2 separate regions of the Mus musculus genome follow, and region 1 is linked to region 2. Evidence: chromatin contacts called from public ChIA-PET data. All regions are on one chromosome and are shown on one strand. Each heading gives the region's core, a stretch centred on a gene start, on an enhancer-like site or on the middle of the called end of the contact. The rest is flanking DNA. Distances are from core to core; before and after follow the strand shown. Region 1 holds the start of Snx3 (sorting nexin 3). Region 2 holds the start of Scml4 (Scm polycomb group protein like 4).

The links. ChIA-PET counts read pairs in DNA pulled down with a chosen protein or histone mark.
Region 1: an RNA polymerase II ChIA-PET map of memory CD8 T cells shows a contact between it and region 2, with 64 read pairs. The contact joins the promoter of Snx3 here to the promoter of Scml4 in region 2. A contact is called at or near these places in 2 of 115 datasets of contacts at active chromatin or transcription factors (CD8 T cells and memory CD8 T cells).

What each region holds. Positions count from the first base shown.
Region 1 is chr10:42,498,534-42,504,603 of GRCm38.p6, reverse strand. It overlaps Snx3 (sorting nexin 3), which reads right to left and starts at 2,550. Exons shown (of 4, transcript NM_017472.4): 1 at 2,112-2,550. The coding sequence starts at 2,273.
Region 2 is chr10:42,858,487-42,864,435 of GRCm38.p6, reverse strand. Scml4 (Scm polycomb group protein like 4) reads right to left here and starts at 3,924. Exons shown (of 9, transcript NM_172938.3): 1 at 3,583-3,924. It overlaps Gm34006 (a long non-coding RNA gene), which reads left to right. Exons shown (of 3, transcript XR_380280.4): 1 at 1-83; 2 at 358-445; 3 at 1,780-2,030.

The sequences.
Region 1 (6,070 bases), core at 1,301-3,800, 360 kb after region 2:
TTTTAGGAAAGAGTCATCTACTAGGATCCCTTAACGACTACTCAGCAAGATAAGCACTGACTCTCCTTATGTGGAGGAAGTGAGGGCGGATCCAACTCAACTGGGACAGGAAGCAGTAGCCATGGAAGTTCAGAAACAGGAATACCAAGTTTCATGCTAACACAGGGAAAAACATGCTGGTGAATAAAGGCAAAAGAGGAAGTTCTTTTTTGTGACAGGCCATATATTAATGACAAAAATCATCCCCAAAGCTAAAAAGAAAAAAAAAAATCACCTTTTAAAAATTTTATTAGGTTTTTTTTTTTTTTAAAGTATGAATGTCTATGTGCCACGTGTCTGAAGGTGCTCAAAGGGACCAGAAGAGGGCATTGGAACTCCTGAACCTGCAGTGAGAGGTGTGTGAGCCACGTTATGTGGGTGCAGGGAACTGAACTCAAATCCAAATCAATTAAGTGTTCTTGAGCACTGAGCTGTCACCCTAGCACCGAAAATTATCCCCCTTTAAAACAGGCTTGGGTAAGAATTTATTTCCCTAGGTCCACGGAAGCCTGAATTTTGCAATCTTCAGAAAACAAGATACTAATTTGGCTCATGTTTTACACATCTATACAGTTCAATGAGTAGCCTGAAAAACCAGGCCATTTAAGCTTAATATCTCAAAAGTTTGATGATCCAAAGACAGAGAGACACACAACTTTTAATTCCAGCAGTTGGGGCCAGCCTGGTCTACATAGTAAATTCAAGGCCAGTCAGGAGCCTACATATGAGATTCTATCTCATAGGGGAAAAAAGTTTGATTAGTTCAACCATTCTTTAAAAGTGTGTAAGTTTCACAAGCTAAATATATACAGCACTCCTGGGCCGTACAACTTAAAAATGACTAGGATGGCAAATTCTGTTTACCACACAAAAAGTGCTTACTTTAATAAGAAATTCCTTCACATAAAAGCTAATGTTAAGCTGGGCGTGGTGGCGCATGCCTTTAATCCCAGCACTCGGGAGGCAGAGGCAGGCGGATTTCTGAGTTCGAGGCCAGCCTGGTCTACAGAGTGAGTTCCAGGACAGCCAGGGCTATACAGAGAAACCCTGTCTCGAAAAAAAAAAAAAAAGGCTAATGTTAACAATGATCATGAGTCCTCTAAGGCCAAAATTCTCATGGTTACTATTTAATATTTAATTTTTAGCAATGAATTAATTTAATAAGTTTTTTTTTCAAATGTGGAAAAACCCTTCCATCCTGCTCTACAGAGTAAAAAAAGCAGTACTTTCATTTAGTGTCCCTCGAATCATCTAAATTACTTACTGCCAAAACCCCATTAGTTATGGGATTCTAAGAGTACGTTTCTACTTCACCCTATTCCTTTTTTCAGTTGAAGTGAAAAAGCTAAAGCCAGACACTTAGATGAGTAGGGTTCCCTAGTCCCGGGCAGTTGCTTTTTTGGACACTGAGGAAGATGACATTCCACACACCTAGGCCTTCAGCAGGACAGCCAAGCATGCTAAGGTCAACCATTTCTCATCGCTGCTAACCGCTTGGTTGAGCCCTACCACAAAAATCTGACGCGCTCCCGTGAACTCGCCATCAAGTTCTGCTCACAGACGTGTACGGCCCAGGATACTCTTACTGTAGCTTGAGACAGGCCTGGAAAGAGCAGCTAAGCTTGGCTTCACTACGTCTTGGTAAGCGTCCAGGAAAAAAAAAAAAAAGAGACAGGGAGGGAGAGAGGGCTTCAACTTTGCGCACACACGCCCCCCTCCCCCTTTCTTCCTCAGTCACACCTAGCTCTCTTTTCGGAGAACAGTGTTCTCGAAAGATCTACCTCTTCAACTCAAATGTCAAGCCCAGATCAGCTGCCTGAGATCTCGGCTAGCAGAGCTCAACCCACGCCCTCGTCTTCCAGCACCTTCTACCGGAGCCAGCGAGCTGGTCCCCATACAAACTGTCCACGGAGAGCGAGCGAAACCCTGGCTCACGCCTCCGCCCGCAGACAAGCTGCCTCGCAGGGGCGTCTGGCCTGGGCGGCCGCTGAGACCTCAAGGCCCCGCGCCGGGGTCCGGCGGGACTTGGCGGCCCCGGAGCGAGGGATGCGGGAGAGGGGCGGACGCCTCACCTTGACCCTGATCTCGTAGGTGGTGAAGCGGCCCCGGCCGACCCCCACGGTCTGCGGGTTGCTCACGTCGATCTCGAGGAAGTTGCTGGGCGGCCCGTAGGCGTCATTCAGATTCTGCGGCTTGGTGATGAGCCGCCGGGTGTCCGCTACCGTCTCCGCCATTTCGCTGTCGCCGCGGCAGCCGCGGGCTTCTCTCCACCGCCTTCCGCCAACGCCACCGCCGCCCGCCGCGGGGACTCCCGGCTCGCGCGCAGCGAACGGAGACGAACGAGCACGTAGGACGGGTGGGCGTTCGTTCCGCGCGAAGCTCCGCCCCAGGCTGCTCGGGCTTCCGCCCTCTGCCCAGGGAGAAACAGCTGACTGGCCTGAACGCCGCGCCCGGTTCGCAGGCCCCGCGGCGGCCCCGAGGGACACTGCGGGGTGGGGCTGAGGCGCGGCGGCGTCACGGGACTGTGGGCGCCAAGGATATGGGGAGACTACAATAACCACAATGCCTCGGGCGAGCGCGCCGCCGCCGAGTGACGCGCAGGCGTAGTAGGGGAGCTCTGGGGAGGAGGTGTGGGTTTCCGGCTTTTCTGACCCAGCTTCTCTGCGGGGAGGGACTCCGGAAACGATTTTAGCTGTTCTGGCGCAGTGAAGGCAGTCGTTGGGACGGCAGGGAGGAGACAAAACTGCCTATGCTGTAAGACAGCCAATCCAGTGCATCACTGTGATCCCTGGAAATTCATTTCTAGAAACCTTTAATAAACGTCTCAAATGAATCAGTACACATCTGTAATCCTGACCTTTGGCAAATGGAGAGCGGAGAATCAGGAGCTCGAGGCCAGCCTGGGCTACATGAGACCTTATCTTTAAAAACCAAGGGAGAGCCGGGCGGTGGTGGCGCAGGCCTTTAATCCCAGCACTTGGGAGGCAGAGGCAGGCGGGTTTCTGAGTTCGAGGCCAGCCTGGTCTACAAAGTGAGTTCCAGGACAGCCAGGGCTATACAGAGAAACCCTGTCTTGAAAAAAACACAAAACAAAACCAAAACAAAACAAAAGGCTTTTTAGCCAGGCGTGGTGGAGGCAGAGGCAGGCGGGATTTCTGAGTTCTAGGCCACTGGTCTACAGAGTGAGTTGACAGCCAGGGCTACACAGTAGCCCTCAAAAAACAAACAAAAAATGATGATGTAACTCAGTTGGTAGATTGATTGCCTAGGATTCATAAAGTCCTGGGTCCAGTCCCCAAGAAGGACATTAATCCCGGCATAATGTAATGCCAGCACTCAGAAGGCTGAGACTCAGAAGTTTCAAGGTCACCCTGTTCTACACTGATAGATTCGAAGCAGTAAATAAGGGAGTGGAATTTTTTAAACCTGATAAGCTCAAACTAAGGTCAAACAGTGCCTAAAGACTGGTCTGGCCCCTGAAATAAGAAAGCAAAATAAGAAAGACAAGATGAAGGCCGGGAACCCTGTCTGGGTAAGCGGCCACTCTTGTTTCCCACAAATCCTGGTAAATGTGTTTTGTTTTTAAGCGGTAAATCTCAAATTGTACTTGGAATGCTACTTAGAGAAGCCTTTATACAAAATGGAAAAAAGGACCAGGGAAAGACTCAGGAAGCTGAAGGGAGACAGGAAGATAGGGGAGTGCCAAGAACCAGGATACCAGGAGCTAGTGCATCCGGTTGTCAACCCAATACCTGAACAAAGCCATTACGTGGCCTAGGCAGCGTCACGTGACCTTAGAGTCCCTTCAAGTCAGCCTACAAAAACAGCAGTGTAGCACAACCATAAAGCTAGCAAGTTCCAAAGTTAGTTTATTTCCAGAGTACAGGAGAATACAGATCTGAAAAGAGTTGGAGATACGGGCTACTGATTAACAGTGCTTGTCGTGCAAGTACGAGGACCTGAGTTTGGACCCCCAAATTCATGCAACAACAAGACTTGCAGTACCAGTAACTACAACACTGTGGGGGTGAGGTGGGGTGGGGTGGGGTGGGGTGAGGAGATAGGGGAGTCACTCAGGTTTTGAAAACTCTTAGCCTGGGTTGGGGTGGGGTGAGTTGGGGTAGAGAACTACAAAACAAGGAGCTCCAGGCTCAGAGAGACTTGATACTTCAGAGAAACAACTAAGAGTAATGAAAGAGTACATGGATGCTGGCTTACACACAACATGCTTGAGTGCCCTCCCACACACACACACATACACACATAGACACATACACACACATATACATACATAGACACACACATTCACACACACATACACACATACAGACATAGACACACACATACACACACAGACATAGACACACACATACACACACAGACATAGACACACACATACACACACAGACATAGACAGACACACATATATAGACACACACATATACACACATACACACGTAGACACACATAGACACATACATAGACACAGACACACATACATAAACACACACATATACACACATGCACACACATAGACACACACCTACACACACCATGCTTGCTACACACACATAGACACACATAGACACACCATAGTGCACATACATACAGGGGAGAGAGAATAATCTAGAATTAAAGAGAATACAGTGGCTAAGTGAAAGTAACAGTAATTTTGTATTGTCTAGACAAATGCCTAGTTATAATGGCAACAGAAAAAGTTTTAAAGAAACAAACAGAGAAAACAATGAATCTGATTCATAACAATGACCAAAATAACCAAATCTCAGAACTCAGTGGGAAAGCATGTGGACTTCAAGGACACCCTGGGGTACATACCAAATTCAGAGATTTGCATGAGAACTTTTTCTCAAAAACTGAGTTCAAGAGTTAAATTAATAAAGAGAGGGTCTGAATACAGTGTGGTTGGGAGAATGGCTGCCTATCGTGCAATGGGGCCGTGGGGTCGATCCCAGCACCACATTAAATGGCTGTGATCCTAGCACTCAGTGGAAGAAAGAGAAACAAGAGTTCAAAGCCAGCTTGGACACCCGAGACCATGACTAGAAATAATAGGTGCTGGGTTTGGAGATATGTGCCTATAATCCTAGCAGTCAGAAGACTGAGGCACGAAACTCTTCATTGGAGACCATCTTGAGATTCATATTGAGATCCTGTCTCAAAAGAGAGAGAGAGAGAGAGAGAGAGAGAGAGAAAATTGGAAAGTTGTAGAACTTAGAACCTCTAGAGAAGAGTGTCTGTCTTAAACAATGTGGGAAACAACTGTATTAGTTACTCTGAGTTTTTGCTGTGACAAAATGCCCAACAGGAAACAATGTAAGGAGAAAAGGATTTATCTTGGCTCGGGGTTTAAGAGAGCACAGTCTGTCACAGTGGGAAGGCATAGCAGAGGTTGTAGGGGTGGAGGGGCAGACAGGCAGGGGCACACAGCCGGGACTCCTCACAGCTGGGAGACCCGGAAGCAGAAAACAGTGAATGTTGGCATTTTCTTTTCAGTTTTTATTCAGGCACAGCCCCTAATCCATTGGTGGTGATGCTGCTTCCTCCTTCAGTTTAACCTCTTGGGAAACACTCTCACACACTTGTAAAGTCTGTGTCCTTAGTGATTCCAAACCCAGTCAGGGAAGTGGTTGGTTTCAGGACTCCCCGACCTGGGACTGAGGTGCACATTTTACAGACCAAAGCAGACCTGGCCTCCAGTTCTCCCAGCATCCCTCAGTCCCTACCTGGCTTACCCTGTCCCCAAGCTTGAACTTTCCAGCCCAGGGGCTGGACTGCCCTTCCCCCAGAGGCTCCTCCCTATAAAATCCAAATGTCTTGTGCTCTTCTTTTCTTCTCTCTCTGCACGCATGCCCTTTCTTTCTCTCTCCCTTCCCATCCTCCCCTCCTTTCCACATGGCGATTTTCCCTGGCCTAGGTCCTTGGGGCCAGTGAACCTGACCTCCCAAGAGCAGCTTCCCAATAAACCTGTTTTTAATATAATCTAATCTAGCTTGAATTATCTCATTTCACC
Region 2 (5,949 bases), core at 2,675-5,174:
AGTGCTGTCTCCTTAGCTGTGGCTGAAGAGCTCCTCGTGGATGCAGGGAGCTGATCTATTCCAAAAGGTTCACCTGACTGAAGGTACTTTTGTCGCCGTGGGAACTGACTGTCTAGACCTACACACTAACATCCCAGCCTGACCAAAAAAGTGTGCATATGCGTGCGCATGCATGTGCGTGCATGCGTGCGTGGGTGCGTGCGGTATTGCTGGCGGCTCCCCTGAGATGTGGAGGGCTGACTCCTACACCCAGTAGCCATCACTATGGGTAAATCAGCCAAATTGCAACCCTCTGGGCGCAACGGAAAAGGTTTCCGACCTGCGTCCCTCCTGCCTACCCCCCACCCCCTCCCCAAGTCTCCACCTAGGTCTTTGCATCTGCTGATCCACCCGCAAGCTTGCAGGAATATAGGGGACACACCGGCTCTCTAGAACTGAAACCGAGGTAAGCGCAACATGAATGAAGCCCGGGGGCTGTGCACAGGCTCGCAAACCATAATTCATCACCATGGCGTCCAGCCAGAAGACTGGGGTTTGCCGAGGGAAAGGAAGAAACGGGAAAACGAAGAAAGAGAAAGTAACTAATTCTAATGCGACCCAAATATTCCGAGCTACTCTGGGTCTCAGAGATTTCGCCAGGATTTGAGTGATCTTACTGGTCTTTGAGCCACAACTGAAAATGCCACAATAGATATTTGAATTAAAAATCACTAGCTTTGCCAAGAGACCAATTGTTAAAAATTGGCAGTATGCCAACGAACTTAGCAGGCGGCATACTGCCCGGGGCTCGGAGAATGGCTAATTCTAGAGAAAGTTAATTATCACCTTATTGATGAAAGGGTAATTTTTAAAGCTTGTAGTATGGCTTTTGTGTCTCATTAATTAAAATTTAGAGTAATTTACTAGACACCCTGGCGGCTTCTATAACTTTATATTTGTACCAAACCACCTGATTTTTCCTCATCCTAGGGACCATTTAGATCCCCCCGACTCTCCTCACCTGTCTCTGAAAGCAACAAAAACATTTTAAAAGGAGAAACGCGTGAATCTCAAAGTCTCTTGGGAGACTTCGGGATTAAGACATAAAATATCCAAACTTTTTTTTTTTTTAAAGTTTTCTCAGAAACACTGAATTTGCCCATCAATAGAAGGAAGTCTGTGTGCTCACACCTGACAGGCACCTGTTCTCATGAACATCACTCCTGAAACAGGAAAACGATTTTACTCTTCCCTGGTGGGAAAGGGATCTGTCTTCCTCCTCATCCCAAATCCATTCTCAAATCAAATCTAAGAATATGAAACAGGAGGAAGCTAGAATTCTGATCTCTAAGGAGCACCGAGCCAGCTACCCAGAGGTCATGAGGTGCTGAAACTTTCAGAGGTAGCTGCTTGTTCTAAAGTGTGCGGCACAAGGGGTGTGTACATGTGTGTGTGGTATGCCCTTGGCTCCAGAAAAACTGCAGATAAGACCTAAGAAACACTCTGAATTTTGTGTTCCACACCCCGCTTTCCAACAGAAAAGCTATTCTTCAGTGAGCATTCCTTGTTATGTTTCCTTAAATTTATTGCAGTTAAGCATTCGAGATGTAACATTAAGATTAAAAGAAACAAATAAAAACTACTATGTTATGAAAGGTTTAAGGCAATCTGGTCATGATTTTCCAACCATCTAGTCAAAAAAATATTAAAACTTCTGTCTTTGTCCTTCAGGGTATTGTTCAAATTTTTATCACACGCAAGCAGTATTGAATATATTAAAAGTCCTTGGGTTTTTTTCAGTTGGCAAGATCAAAGCGGAGGAGCTGAGGTGACAACCTTTGAGTTTGGCTTGTTTCCTAGATCGCCTATGACCTCCAACCTTCAGCCCCACAACGAGAAGAGAAGCAGAAAGTGAAACTACTGTTGCTCTAGCAGAGAACAGCAGCCGCAGAAGAACTGTGCAGATGAAAGCCGAGCTTGCCCGCTCGTTCTTCCTGTCTCGTTATTGCTCATATATAGCTTTTAAGGAAATAAAAGTAATTTTGGTGACACGGGTAAGACATTTAAATGTGGTAAAACAACTAAGATTTGGGATTTTGTTGGATCTGTGTTTCCTCTTATGACACAAATCAGACAGGCAGATTTGGAGAAGGTTTCTACACACACACACAGTCACAATGTTAAGAGTGAGAGAAACACATTCATGTTTTAATAGTAGTTGACAGCTATATTTTAAAGGTAGACTGTAAAGCTACCAAGCGGCTTCTCTGCACGGGGCATCAATGTTTACATTTTAGCTGCATTTTGATGCTACGCAGTGCTAGTTTTCTAGGTAATTGCCACCCAGTAGCTGTTACTCAGATCGACTGAGCCACTTCTACCAAGCAACAAGCACACAAAATGTTCCATAAAATACTGTCTAAATCAGGCACCTTCTCCTCTACAGCCATCTCCATACTTCTACATGTTCTCCAGACATTCCGTTTTGTTTTGTTCTTAATGAGAAAAAAGTCTTGAGGAGGGAAAGACATCTATGTCTCTTACCCTTCAAAAAAAAATGTTCCTTAGTTGAGAAAGGAATTAAAAACATGGAACACACAACAACCACATCTGGATCACTTTTCAAGCATCCCAGCTACAAAGCCCCATTTCTCAGAGAGCTGCTGATGGTCCTAGCCCTCTTGAGAAATGTCATGACCCTAGAAAGACAACACAGCAAGCCGCCACCTCTGGCTTATTGTCGAAAATAACGGCAAGAACTTAGACTCAAGCGCATCAATGATGAGTGAAAACTGCTAACTCAGCAGCCATACCCACTGGTCCTGTCCATCCGCAGAGCAACCTGTAGACGACACCCGGGGCTGCAGGCAGAATGAGTGGAAGCTATTTGGGGTCACATAGGACTGTGTGAGGGGAGGAGGTGACTTTGTCTTTGAACTTGGGGAAACTCCAAACATTCCATACTAACCTGTTAGTTATTTCCTCCTAAAAAAACTAATAGCAGGAACTTGCAAACAATTAATACTCTCCTTATCTATGACTGGTACATCAGCAACCAACAAAAACACATGAAATATCCCATCTGCAGCATTCAACACAAGTAAATAAAATTCAATTTGAAAACAAATGCTTTGATGAGTGCTTATATCACAGCCAATTTTAATAATCAATTTTAGGTAAATATTTGTAACCTAATCCATACTACAAATTTTAAATTAATAATACAAAATAAGACAAAATTATTATTAGGAAAAAAACCATATTCATGTTTGAAATAATAAAAAATTTGCACATATTTACATATAGACTTAAAGAGAGGTTAAGTGTATACATGTCAAAAATGGTTATAAACTGTGTTTTTACTTTAAATCTCCCTTTGATATATAGTTAAAAAAAATCAAACATTATATTTTGCATGTTAGGATCCGAAGTTTACCCACCGGGCTCAGTAGTTTTAGCACCAGACACTCGTGCATTGCCAGAGAGGCAGGCATGCAAACCCTCCCAAATAAACTAAAGCAGGTAACCTGTTGTGCCGCCAGCCCAAAGAGAAGGAGCCATACAATGTACCACAGCACACCCGCCAGCATGCGTCTCCCTTACCTACAGCTTGGTCACAGAGCCCTGACCAGGGTGTTGCTTGCTGAGGTCTGGAGTGGTGGCTTAGAAGACAGGTGACTTCCTGCACACACACTGCGAGTATGGCACAAGCTATCTTCCACCCGTGTGCTACGCCTGCCTCACAGCTAGTCGCCAGCAGCCCAGCTCGCCGCCGCTGCAAACATCTCATTAGACTAATGCATTCAGTACAGGCAGAACACTCGATTTACCATAGCTACAGCAGTGAATTTCCATTACGATGACAGCTTCAACCACATCATGTCCGGAAAACCAGCCAACCGCTGGCTTCTAAAGAACACACACACATTTTACATGCAGAAAGCGAGGACTCTGTGTGTGTGTGTGTGTGTGTGTGTGTGTGTGTGTGTGTGTGTGTGTGTGTGTGTTATTTCTTTCCTCTGTACAGACAGACCAGCTAAGAGAAATACACAGCACAGCTTTTTGTGAACAGCAGCCGCCAGGTAATGATACTTCTGCTTCTTAGATAGTTACTTCCTTGTAAGAAACTGAATTATGTCACAATAGTCAGAATGGGTGTTTCCTGCATTTCAGTTTTCATTACCCCTCCTCCGTTGCCATAGAAACCAGACTGTAACATCATCTCTTTGTCCCAGTCTTGCAGCAGTGAGGGCCACACCAGGCTTATAAGACTGTTACGATCTGACAAGGCTAATGTTTGGCTTTGGGGGGAAAAGAAGAAGAAAGAAAGAACAATGGTATACCAACAGAAAGCCTGTGTGTTGTCAGAGGTGTGGACCTGTACTGATGACACACTGTGGCTGTACCTGTTAGCTCTAAAGCTGCCTATCCTACGTTTAATCCACATCTGTGTGTGCACATCTGGAAGTGTTTCTCCATGCCCAAACACTCTTGGGACCTGCCTGGGAAAGGGCTGCTGTCTCTCCTCCATACCCACTGCCTGTCCACTAAACCAGTTTACACCAGAGAAGGTGCCTTTTCTCCTCCCTTCTTTTTATAAAGTGAGTCGAGGTTTTCTGCTGCTGACTTGACTCATCTGGGGAAATGGGATGTGTCTCAAGTGTGTCTTATAAGATACCTGGTTTACAAATACAGGCTGTCTACCGGGTTTGCTTTTAGGGACAGGGAGCATGCTTGTAGCCAGGACTGACATTAAACTAATTTGGAAGGTCTGGGTCACAGCTTAGCCAGTTACTGAGTATGAAAAATTAAAAAGGACCTACAATTTGAATGCATATGTAGTGTGAAGTAAATTTGTCCCCTCAAATTAAATAGATACAGGAAATTGATGTTTTTTTTAAGTCAAAGCATTATCCTTACTAAGAAAGAAGGAATTCCCTGGGTGGCATGTGTCCTTTCTGCCTAGGTCCGCTGCCTGCCACAGCCCTGACTCCTCTGCCCCAAGGTGGTTCCCAGGCTGGCCGGGGCCTGGCCCAGCTTGGATGGCAGTCTCCATTCCTACCAAGTGCCATAAAGAGTCAAAAATTTGTACCAACAGTGTAGTATGTGTCCCCTTTGACATCCAAGGGAATCAAAGGCTGATTAGTGAAACAAGATTGGCCCATAGAAGCTCTCAATAAATTTCTATTTTATGAAAGATACAGACAGTTTGGCCCAAGTAGAAATTATTAGGGTTATGGGACTGGCTTTGGACTGAAATTCATGATGTAGAAATGGAAAAGTAACACGTTCACAACAAAGTGCAGACTCACGCTGTTAAGGAACGTAGATGGGAAGAGACATAGAGCTCTCTCCTCATGGGAAGAGGCCTTAGGGGAGGCGGTGAGCTGCCGAAGACAGCATCATGGCTCGCCACTGACCTACAGCAACCCTTTTGGACTCGTATTTAAACTATTGAGGGTTTTTTCCTTTGGAAATAAATATGTTATAAAACTGAAGGGGAAAAGTAAAAATGAAGACAAGGAAAAGAAGGAATCCACATCCTTTATTTACCTGTTGAGTTTTGATGTTCATTCAGGAAAATACAGTCTTGGAAGTTTTGTTTTGGAGGGGGTGTGTCTGTACTTTCTTATAACTTAGTTCATTTAAAGAAGAAGCCTAAGGAAGAAGATGAGAAGGAGAAAAGAAATTAGAAGCCAGCCAGGTGTGGGCGACAAACTGTGATGTCATCATTCAGGAGCCAGAGGCAGAAAGAAATGGGCCAGCCTGGGCTATGTGGGGAGTCTCAGGGCAACTTCAGCTATAGAGTAAGGCCCTGGGGAAGAGGGAGGACACTAGGGCCTGATGGATGGTTTAAATGTGGCCTGCGCCAAGTTCCAGCCACAGCTATGGTCATACAGTCTCACACAGTGTTCCACTGAAGGGCATTTTAGATGAGCTCGGGTAACTAGTGTTCAATTGAATATGGCT